3 separate regions of the Mus musculus genome follow, and all the other regions are linked to region 2. Evidence: chromatin contacts called from public Hi-C and HiChIP or PLAC-seq data. All regions are on one chromosome and are shown on one strand. The core of a region is the stretch at or near the end of the contact, and the rest is flanking DNA. Distances in the headings are between cores, read along the strand shown. Region 1 holds the start of Pik3cg (phosphatidylinositol-4,5-bisphosphate 3-kinase catalytic subunit gamma). Region 2 has its middle 6.5 kb from the start of Gm33111. Region 3 overlaps Prkar2b (protein kinase, cAMP dependent regulatory, type II beta).

Evidence for each region. A called contact is a pair of places that touch in the nucleus more often than the background predicts. HiChIP or PLAC-seq counts read pairs in DNA pulled down with a chosen protein or histone mark.
Region 1: an H3K27ac HiChIP or PLAC-seq map of the HPC-7 cell line shows a contact between it and region 2, with 5 times the contacts expected there. The contact joins the promoter of Pik3cg here to the enhancer-like site in region 2. A contact is called at or near these places in 1 of 39 promoter capture datasets (macrophages), 2 of 484 Hi-C or Micro-C datasets (natural killer cells and neurons), 4 of 115 datasets of contacts at active chromatin or transcription factors (CD8 T cells, the HPC-7 cell line, bone marrow-derived macrophages and 1 more) and 4 of 9 other capture datasets (adipose tissue, embryonic stem cells, liver and 1 more).
Region 3: a contact with region 2 is called in a Hi-C map of bone marrow-derived macrophages, with 38 read pairs. The contact joins two enhancer-like sites. A contact is called at or near these places in 3 of 15 datasets of contacts at CTCF or cohesin (CD8 T cells, the NIH/3T3 cell line and large pre-B cells), 8 of 484 Hi-C or Micro-C datasets (bone marrow-derived macrophages, cerebral cortex, cranial neural crest and 4 more), 5 of 115 datasets of contacts at active chromatin or transcription factors (bone marrow-derived macrophages, a colorectal cancer cell line, double positive thymocytes and 2 more) and 1 of 9 other capture datasets (embryonic stem cells).

Annotation. Positions count from the first base shown.
Region 1 is chr12:32,207,188-32,210,405 of GRCm38.p6, reverse strand. It overlaps Pik3cg (phosphatidylinositol-4,5-bisphosphate 3-kinase catalytic subunit gamma), which reads left to right and starts at 1,747. Exons shown (of 11, transcript NM_001146200.2): 1 at 1,747-1,888.
Region 2 is chr12:32,085,955-32,089,540 of GRCm38.p6, reverse strand. No RefSeq gene overlaps it. Among named protein-coding and RNA genes, the nearest start is that of Gm33111, 6.5 kb to the right of the region's middle. Within about 2 kb of position 1,995, at least 43 of the 459 cell types and tissues checked have an H3K27ac peak or open chromatin away from gene starts, as enhancers often do. A contact at or near this core is called in the HPC-7 cell line and bone marrow-derived macrophages, where this site is marked.
Region 3 is chr12:31,972,073-31,975,351 of GRCm38.p6, reverse strand. Prkar2b (protein kinase, cAMP dependent regulatory, type II beta) reads left to right here. Exons shown (of 11, transcript NM_011158.4): 6 at 3,149-3,279. Among named protein-coding and RNA genes, the nearest start is that of Hbp1, 23 kb to the right of the region's middle. Within about 2 kb of position 1,666, at least 137 of the 459 cell types and tissues checked have an H3K27ac peak or open chromatin away from gene starts, as enhancers often do.

The DNA of each region.
Region 1 (3,218 bases), core at 498-2,997, 120 kb before region 2:
GGACCCAAGAGCCTGAGTCTAGCATTTCTGAAAGCGTGCATATGCATGTGTGTGTAAAGCTGGAAAGCTGAGAATTAGTCAGCTCACAGTCCCCTCAGGTCAGCGTCCCCTCTGAAGAGCCCTACTCACTTCACCTGCTGTCAGGGCCCCCCCAAACACACACACACACACACACACACACACTGAGTGAAGCATAACTTGGTAAGTCTTCCCCCCTAAACAATTCAAGCTACCCTGAGACTTGTAAAGATACCAACCTCTCAAGGAAGTATGCTTACATAGAAATATGCTTTGGAAAGCTGAAATACCCCCTTTACATATCTGAAATTCAGCAGCCTTTGAATCAAGACTTGACCACTGCTATTGACTCTTAAACCACTATTTTAAAGCTAAGACCCAAAGGACTTTATCTTTTATGTACTGTTTTCCTTGTTGCTGTGACAAAGCATCCAACAGAAGCAATTTAAGGCAGAACGGGAGTTATTTTGGTTCCCAATTTGAGGGTACAGTGCATCGTGGCAGGAAAGTCATGCCGGCAGGATCATAGAGCAGCTGCTAACATTGCATCTGCCATCAGGAAGCAGATGAACAGGGCCTGCCGTTCTCTGGCTTTCTCCCATCCAGAACTGCAGCTCCCATGTTTAGAGTGGACCTTTATATACTTCACCTAAGCCAGTCTAGAGACAGGCTTATAGGGATGCACAGAGATTTGTCTCTTAGATTCCAGATCCTGTCACGTTTACAATCTGTACGAACCATCACAAGGACTGTGTGAGAGGAAATAGAACAGGTCAGAGACTCTATCTCAATATCCACGAAGCTCAAAGAAACTCATGAGGCTGTGCTTCGGAGGGCTGTGTGAGGCTCCTCTATCCTTCTTGCTGTTCCAGCTGGAATCCTTGACAGCCTAGTGGGGGAGAATAAGCCCTGGTATAGAGACCCCTGGAACAGGGGACGACTGGCTATGCTTAGGGTTGTAGAAGGAATTGAGGTTACTTGGAAAATATAGGACTGCTTTAAGAAGAATTCAGAGCCTGCCTCCTCCCTGTTCTCCAAGCCTGTGGAAACTGGAAGCCATCTCTCAGTGATTACCTGCCTGGAGCAGGCAGTTTCTAGCTCCCTAATGTCGCCAGGAGAGCAATGTCCTCCTGTTTTGTCTGACTAATTCATTTTCACACACACACACACACACACACACACACACACTCAGCATATCAGCAACAGGCACACACATTGCATGCTGCAGGACTTTCAGTTTGTGATATTTTGAGACTTGAATGGTCTAGAAGGGAGGCAGGGGGAGGTCTCACCAATGTAAGGAAGTGAGTTCCCAGGCTTTGCTCTTGCAAGCATCCAGACTGAGCCCAACAGTCCACAGTTACAACACACACACACACACACACACACACACACACACACTAGGGCTTATTCGAATTCTCAAAGGGAAATAGATTTCACTACAAGCAATCCAATACTGTGGCTACGCAGCCCTTTCTTCTACTTATTGCTAGCTACACACACGCTTCATTTGTTTATGCCTTGGGTATATTTTTGGTTTGTCTGAGTCTCTCACAATCTTTGAAGAGTTAATTCAAAGAGTGAGAGAAATAGTAAGGCAAACACCGTTCTCTGTTCCGCTCTGCTCTGTGTGTGCTTCAGCAGGAAATGCATTTCTGACACTTTTAAAATGAGCAATCACATGTATAATCAACTTGGTTAAAACTTCCTTCCTGGTAACTGCAACACTTCCTCTGCATCTGGATATGAAGGGAGCCCCAGAAAAGAGGAAGAGACGAGGTGCCCCGGGTAGGTCTAGATTCGTTTTTTTTTTTTTTTTCCTAAAGTAAACAAATGATCCTCCTCCGCATCACCTCCAGGGCTGCCTCAGGTACGACTGCTTTCTGTTGTTTGCTCTTTGCTTGGTATGACTTGGAACAGTAACACCTTCCTTCTCAGCTAGAATCTTTTTGTCTGGATCCATTGCCGGTTCAAGCTGAGCCAACCCCCGAGCGTCTGAGTTTCCTTGTCTCGGCGCGCTTAGACTGTGTACATCCACAAAGTTCCGTCCAGCAAGGGCTTGCAGGTGCACTAGTTCTTTCTGTTTTTGTTTGTGCGGAAAGGGGCGGCCACAGAGCCCGTGACGGACAGGCTCCAGAGTCGACCAAGTGCTTGCTTGGGAATTCTGTCCAGACAGTGTTTTTGTAAGAGGACAAAGCTACTTAGTCCCAGCCATGAGGAAACCCAGTGAGTATTTGGTCAGCCTTTTCTCTTCTGTACCTTGTATCGTGCTATATAGCGTGAGTTCCTGCTGTCACTGAGGCAGATAACTGAGTTATATTTGTATGCTTAAATTTGGACATGTTTTATTTTAAGTTCATGTCAGTATCAAAATAGTTTATGGTTCTTTTCTTTGTTGGTTATTCTATACTATACCAAAAGACCAAAGTGAATGCTTTAAGCTACCAAGCAACAGTTGTTTGGGACAGTTGGTTTCATTTATTTACTAAGTATAGCTTCATTATATTTTAAAAGGAGGGAGAATTGACTTTTAAAATAGTTTAACCCAAGAATTGTACATAAGTTGAGATCCAATGTAACTTGTCTTTTATAGCTTTTAATCAAGATCTCCTTTGGGGTATATAATTAACACTCCACTGTTCTTCAGGAAAAACTAATTATGGATCTCATTAACATCAATTAGAGAGTAAATGATATTTTCTGAAATATTTTGTTTCAATATTTGAATGTGGTTTAGAATATAATGTAGTACCAATGTAGCAATGTTAAATATTAAAATCAAAATTTTTATGAATCATTTTTATGGATTATTTTTTAGTTTTGGAACTCTGAGCATTTCAGTCATTAGTTGATGGGTTCATAGTTATGCTTAAATACCTTGTAGAGGGCAAATACCTAAATATAGGTAATATGATGGGAACAAATTTGTAAATTCCTGCTATGGAGATGAAAATATTAGGACATAAGGAAACTGAATTATTGTTTCGGGTCATGGGAGGGCAGGAATCACGTCTTCTACTGTGTCCCCTCTAAAGCAGAGGCAGGCCAAACCAACTGGCTCAGTTAAAATTACCTAAAAGTTCATATTGGTAAAGTCCATGTATGTTAGCACCTCCCCCTGCCCTAATATAGCAGTGATAGCTGGAATGCTCTGCATTCCATGACCAAAATGGTATGTGTGGGGACACGGCTTTGATTAC
Region 2 (3,586 bases), core at 746-3,245:
GTGTCTGAGGCATTGGGGTCCTTGAAATGTTGTGCCCATGTCAAACAATACATAGTCACTCAGGGCTTCCCCCATTCACCACAGGGTACATAACCAAATCATGGCAGAATAGATTACATGACAACCCTCAAGTCTCTCGTTGTGCTGTGAGGCCTACCACAGCAAACTTGATGTTCGTACTTTTAAGTGTCCCACGAAGATCAGTTCCACTTCCAAGTTCATTAAGTGAAAACAAGACACATTCAATATTCTGAAGCAATAAAGCATGAGAGCTTCCATTTCACAGACCAGAGGATGGCAAGTCATCTGACTAGGGAGTGGACTTCAGAGGACAGAGCCCTGTTTTGAAACTGAGCCAGAATTCAAAATGGAGTTTAGCCAAAAATCCCAGAAAGAAAATTTTTGTTTCATTTAGAAAATTGCTAGTTTTGAGTCTCAGTGTTTAAGTATGAAATTTAAGTATGTATTGAAAGTAGCTATTGAAAGAACAATGTGCTTTAATAACTGCATGTTGCTTCAGACAGCATCTTATCTTCCAAATAGCCCAAAGGAAGTGTTTCCCATTTTTCATACAAATATAAATGACTGTCTGTTACTGAAGCTTTGTCATGTAATGTTGAAATAGCATTGTCCTCATTTCTTGTTAAAAAAAAAAAAAAGTCACATGAACTGATGCTGAGCAAGTGGAATAGGTTTAAGGCTGCAGCTCTCAATTGCAGCCAGAGGATGCCTGGGTATCCCCGAGTCTGCTCAGGACAGCTGCCAAAGTCTTCCTTCTACCACACAGCTGTGTAAAGCCAATCTTCCTTCCGGGGGAGTACACCACAGCTGTATATAGCCACATTGTTTGTGGGTGACTCCTGATGCTTCTCCTTGGATATCAAAGGGAGTTGCAAAAATGTAGAACAATGCCAATAAACTTGCTTCTACGTTGAAAATATACCTATCTTTTTTGCAAAAATTTGGTGTTTTTGTTAACATGTAGCAGGTGTCATATTATAACCTTAAAATGATATGCTAAAATATGTTAACTTTCCTCTATTTTCAGTCAAATGCATTAAATAGCAACAGATACAACTCAAACAGAGACTCTTTGGCATCCTCAGAACTTTTAAAGGAACTTTGATACTAAAAGTTGTGAGATGAACTGAGCTAAAGGAATAAACCTTCATTTAAAAAAAAAAAGAAAGTAGAACACAGCATCAAAAATGAGTAATAGAAATGAATTTGGTATTAAAATGATGAGATCAGTGGCTCAGTTAAAGGAAGAAAGAATCAGAAAGAAAAATATATTTTTAACAAATGTGGGAAGGGAGGATGACATTTTAGGCAAAAGACTCACCTATGACACCAGAGATTTTGGGAAAAGAAAATTCAGACCAGTGCCTTTTCTTTTGAAAGTACTGTGGGAACCGGTTGAGGAGGAATTTCAGTGTGTTTGCTCTGTCCGCTGACAGAGGGAACTTTGTAAGGAAGAGACTGCTACAGTAGTAGTTATATGGATGAGCAAACATATCTGTAGATTGGCAAAGTGCCAGCTAAAATTAATGTAAGACCTTAAGTCACTGTGTGAATTGATTTTAATTAACAGTTAATTCAGGGAAAAACCTAAATGTTGAGTAATTGTGAATTGGTTACTCAAATTATGTCCTTCTGATGACACACTCCACCGTAACTTTCTATAATCAATAATGACTTGTAGAAAGGGGCACAAATGAGAAAGTAGTCTTAGAATATTTGGAAGTCTAGAAAAAAGGATGGGAAGGATTGATATCAAAAATGCTAATATTGCTTAAGTAAGTAATGGTGTGATTATTAGATTTTGTCCTCTTGTAGATTAACATATGCCACAAGTAACAATAATGATAATACCGTTACAACAAAGCTGCTTTGTAGAACTGAAAGTCGTGTTTTCTTGAGATGGTTCAGAGTTGGAACCCTTTCCACCCCCATCAGCCACTCCTGGGGACTCCTCTGTGGTTTCAGAAGGAAGCAGGTTTCTTCCTCTTTATTTGAACTATAGCTGTACTCACGTTGCTTGTAGATTCAAGGGCTCCAAGGTGTGCTAATTGGCTTTACTCTGCAAACCGAGAACCAGACAGTTTAGAGCAGCAAGATGAAGCCTCCGGAGTTGATGAATGCAAATGAACGGGGAAGTATATCCTCCAGGTTTCCTGTAGAATCGCGAGGCAGAAGACTCTACAGGTGCTTATCGTAAATCATTTATTGCCCCCATGGCATACTAGACACCTGGCAAGACTGTTGCCATGGGAACTCCAATGTTCATACTCAGTTTAGTTCTAGTCCCAGAAGCCGAAAGAAAAGTTCAAATTATCTTTATGTTACAGATGTGGGAATGCAAGCATTGGGATGCTAAGCAGCTGGCTCGGATCTGATGATGAATTCAATGAGGAAGAGCTGGGCTGAATCGGCTGATACCCAGCCCAGGCCACTCCACTCCATAGTTGGCAGATGTTTTCAGTATGGGTGTGGCTGGGCAGGGATTCCCTACCAGGGAGACACCAGGATAGCAGATACAAGCTCAAAGTGGGCACTGGTGACATTGCTATCTGGAACAGCTCTATAGGAAAGAAAGAGGACTTAGCTCCACAGATGGAAATTAATCTTAGGAGTGGAAGTCACCACTGAAAAGATTCCCCTTTGCCAGAGTCTCTCACTGAGCAAGCAGAAGTCTGAGCCAGCCAGTAAGAAAGGAAGCAAAAGAGTACACTACCCAGGGAGAAGGGCTGGGAAATATTTCACCCTCTTAAGAGTTTACTAACAAGTAGACCCCATGAGGGACGCACAGTCGGACTGCTTTAGTCTAACAAATATGACCCCATGAAGAACACACAGTAGGATGCAGGTGGGAAAGTCAAGGGGTTTTGAAGTAGTAACTGACAAAGGCAGTAGCAGCCAAGTTGCTTCTTTCTTTTGCATGTGGGTCATTTGCACACGTCCCTTTCTGATGCCCACTTAGGTTTAAGAAAAAAAGAGAAATAGAAAAAGACCTGCCTGGAGAATAGAAGCATTTTATGTAGAGGTTGTAGGGTAGGAAAACAAAGTCACAAGTAGTCAAAGGCTTTAAAAAGCAGAATTATTATTCCACGAAATTATTATAAACAGTATATCTGCCCAGTCTTACTCATGTTGTAAAAAAAACACTTAATTTTGCTTCACACAAATAGCAAAGGATTAATAGGAGAAAGGACTCTAACAGCCTGAGGATTCAACTGTTTATTTGGGCCCTGAGGAATAGAACATATCTCTGGACCAGAAGTCCGCACATATTCTGCAAAGAGTCAAATAGAAAACATTCCAGGTTTTTCAGGCTACAAAAGGCCTCTTCCAAAATGTAAAGTCACCCACAGCTTAGCTGCTCAGAAACATAAATCAATGCAAGCTGCTCTGAATTGTTACACCAAGGCTAAGTGCCACAGTGGGCAGCCAGGCTTTCCCCCAAGCCCCGGAACTTGGGGCATATTGCTCACACGGGATCTCCAGCCCCTGGAACGGTGCCTGGTGTGTATACTTGACTCCATGAATGACCACTATGTTCAGATGGCTGATGAAGTGGTACAATCTG
Region 3 (3,279 bases), core at 417-2,916, 110 kb after region 2:
AATGTCCTTATTATTAACTAAAAGAATCAGGTATTCCAGAAGGCATAGGGTAAGGAAGGGAGCCTTTTCCCCTACTGTTTTAGTATCCTTTAACCAGTAGAGTGAGCACTTCCTGTGTCCTCACAGAAATTGGGTAGTATTATAGTTGTCTTTTAAAATGTTTTAGAGTGGTTTTTGTTTTGTTTTGTTTGTTTGTTTTTTGAAATAGGTTTTACTATGTAGCTCTGGCTGTCTTGGCACCTGCTGTGTAGACAGGTTGACCTTGAACACATAGAAAATATTTTATTAAACAGAAAGGATATGCACTTACTAGTATTGACAATCTGGTTTCAGAGATCTTCGACTGTTTTACCTAACCAGAGAACAATATGGTGGATAGATGAGCCTCCGACCCTCCGTAGCACATGAGCAGGGTGTTCTTCACCTTAGAGTCAGGCGGGGTTTCTGTGGCAGTTGGTGTCCCTAGCTGCTCAGTTTTGTGAGGAACACAGATCGTCTCCCCACCTGATCTACTAGCAGTTCTGGTCCTCTGGGTAGAATTGTGGTCAGCTGGTAATTACACCTCCTCTTGGCTCCCTTTCCTAATCATATAGGAACTGTGCAACTGTGCATCTTCCTCCTCCTCCTCCTCCTCCTGCTCCTCCTCTTCCTCCTCCTCCTCCTCCTTCTCCTCCTCCTCCTTCTCCTCCTCCTCCTCCTCCTGCTCCTCCTGCTCCTCCTCCTCCTCCTGCTCCTCCTCCTCCTCCTGCTCCTCCTCCTCCTCCTCTCCTCCTTCTCCTTCTGCTCCTCCTCCTCCTCCTTCTGCTCCTCCTCCTCCTCCTTCTGCTCCTCCTCCTCCTCCTCTTCCTTCTGCTCCTCCTCCTCCTCCTTCTGCTCCTCCTCCTCCTCCTCTTCCTCCTGCTCCTCCTCCTCCTGCTCCTCCTCCTCCTCTTTCTCCTCCTCCTCCTGCTCCTCCTGCTCCTCCTCCTCTTTCTCCTCCTCCTCCTCCTCCTCCTGCTCCTCCTGCTCCTCCTCCTCCTCCTCCTCCTCCTGCTCCTCCTCCTCCTCTTCCTCCTCCTCCTCCTCCTCTTCCTCCTCCTCCTGCTCCTCCTCCTCCTCCTCCTCCTCCTCCTTCTTCTTGTTTGGTTTTGTTTTTCAAGAGATTGGGTTTCTCTGTGTAGCCCTGGCTGTCCTGGAACTCACTCTGCAGACCAGGCTGGCCTCAAAACTCAGAGATCTGCCTACCTCTGCCTCCCAAGTGCTGAAATTAAAGGTGTGTGCCCCGCATTGCCCAGCAGTTCCCTGGGTAAAATGCCGTCATGCCTTTCAGTTGGGGCCTTGGCTCATTTCTCCTTTCTCCTGGTGCCCTTCCACCGCAACGCTAGCCAGGGTTAGGGATAGAGCCTAACCCCGACATATCCCTTTGTGTACGGCAGAGTCATAGTTTTGATGTCACAGCCTTCACTAACAAAACCGCTTAGAAATCCACTCATTTTTTTTAAATTTTAATTGAGTGATAGGTGAGAGCCCCAGGTGCAGTCCAGTTCTTGCAGTGGGTGTGTTTTACAACGTGCTCTCCAGTCAGAGCCTAACCTCCCATTGGCATAGGAACCACTCCAGCTCACAGGAGCTGGGCTGCTGATTGAGGTCACCCACATAGTCAGTGCGTCTGGCCCACAGCCAGATCTCCTGTCACCAGCTTCTGTTCAGGCTCATTGCTCTGTCATGCACTGCCTGAGGCCTCATAACGTCAGTCAGTACGAAGAGCAGCTGCCACCTGTTTACAGACTTCCCACTGAGGCCCTCCTCCCACCGAGGCTCTCCGCTGGGCTGCTTTCACCCTCACCAGGGCACTTTGGTTTTATATTTTTTTCTTTTCTTTTTTCAGTATAAATGGCAGGGTTTAAAATACTGGTTTAAAAGTAATTATCCGTGGAACAAATTCTAGGGTGTTTCCTCAGAAGCACCATTCTATCCACAAATTAAAGGGCAACCATTTTCTCCCGTATTAGGTAATGTCTTTTGTTTCTGTTCCTGTAGATTTCTTTACTAGTCACAGTCTTTTCCTAATCCTTAAAAGCTGTCCCTGCCAGCTGGTGGTGCACGCCTTTAACCCCAGCACTTGGGAGGCAGAGTCAGGCAGATCTCTGTGAGTTTAAGGCCAGGCTGGTCTACAGAGTGAGTTCCAGGGCAGAGAAACCCTATCATCAAAACCAAGACCAAAACCAAACCAAACCAAACCAAACAAACAAAAAACTGTCCGCTTTTGCACTACCACATCTTTGTCCAGGATTTTTACCAACAGAATAAAGCTGCCTCCCAGGTACCCCAGCCAGCCTTGAAACCATGTTCTCTACTGAGTACAGAATGTGGGAAGACGGCTCTGTGAGAAAAATAGCTTATATGAGTGTAGGGCCTGGTGACCTGAGCACAGGGACGTGTAAATGGAGTCTGTTTTCTCAAGGGAAAACCAACACAGAAACATCTACAGAAAGACCAAGGCCGGAAGCTTGGTCTGATCTCCTACCACTTTCTAGTTTCAGCTTGGAGCTGACCTAAAGTGAGGGGTCAAGGAAGGAGTGTTAAGGCTTCATGGGCCAATATGGCCTAAAAATTCAATTCTGCTTGTAACCCAAACCAGCTATGTATAATAAAGACAACATTTGTGTTCTAATAAGACTTTATTGGCAGCTGGCCTGGGGGCCAGCTCCTGCCATAGTTTATAAAGGACTCATCAGCAGATTGTTAGAACTGAATTCCTTTAAAAAAAAATAGCCATTTTCGCTTGGTCTTAGAAGCCATGTACTTAATACATGTCTGTTAAGTACGCAGTCAATGACCTGGCATACCTCACAGTTCTTACTGTCTGAGACAAGTCCAGCTAGTGTTTGGTGTATGTTGCAGAGATGACTTTCTGCGCACACTCTATCCCTGACTCTAACTTTGTTTAGTTCCCTTTTCCCTGTGGGTTGTCCCTGTCCTGGTGTAGTTGATAGCCATTTCAATAGGTCTGGAACAGATGAGCACACACTGTTATCATCAGGGATAGGCAGGCAGCATCAAGATTGCATTGCACGGGGCTCTTCTCTGAAGCTCTGCTGCACTGTAACTAATGTTGCCTGAGTCACACTGTCTCTGACTTCCATATGAATTTATATATGTCCAACAGAGGAACATTTGATATTTATGTAAAATGTGATGGCGTTGGAAGATGCGTCGGTAACTATGATAACCGTGGGAGTTTTGGAGAACTGGCCTTAATGTACAATACACCCAGAGCAGCTACAATCACTGCTACCT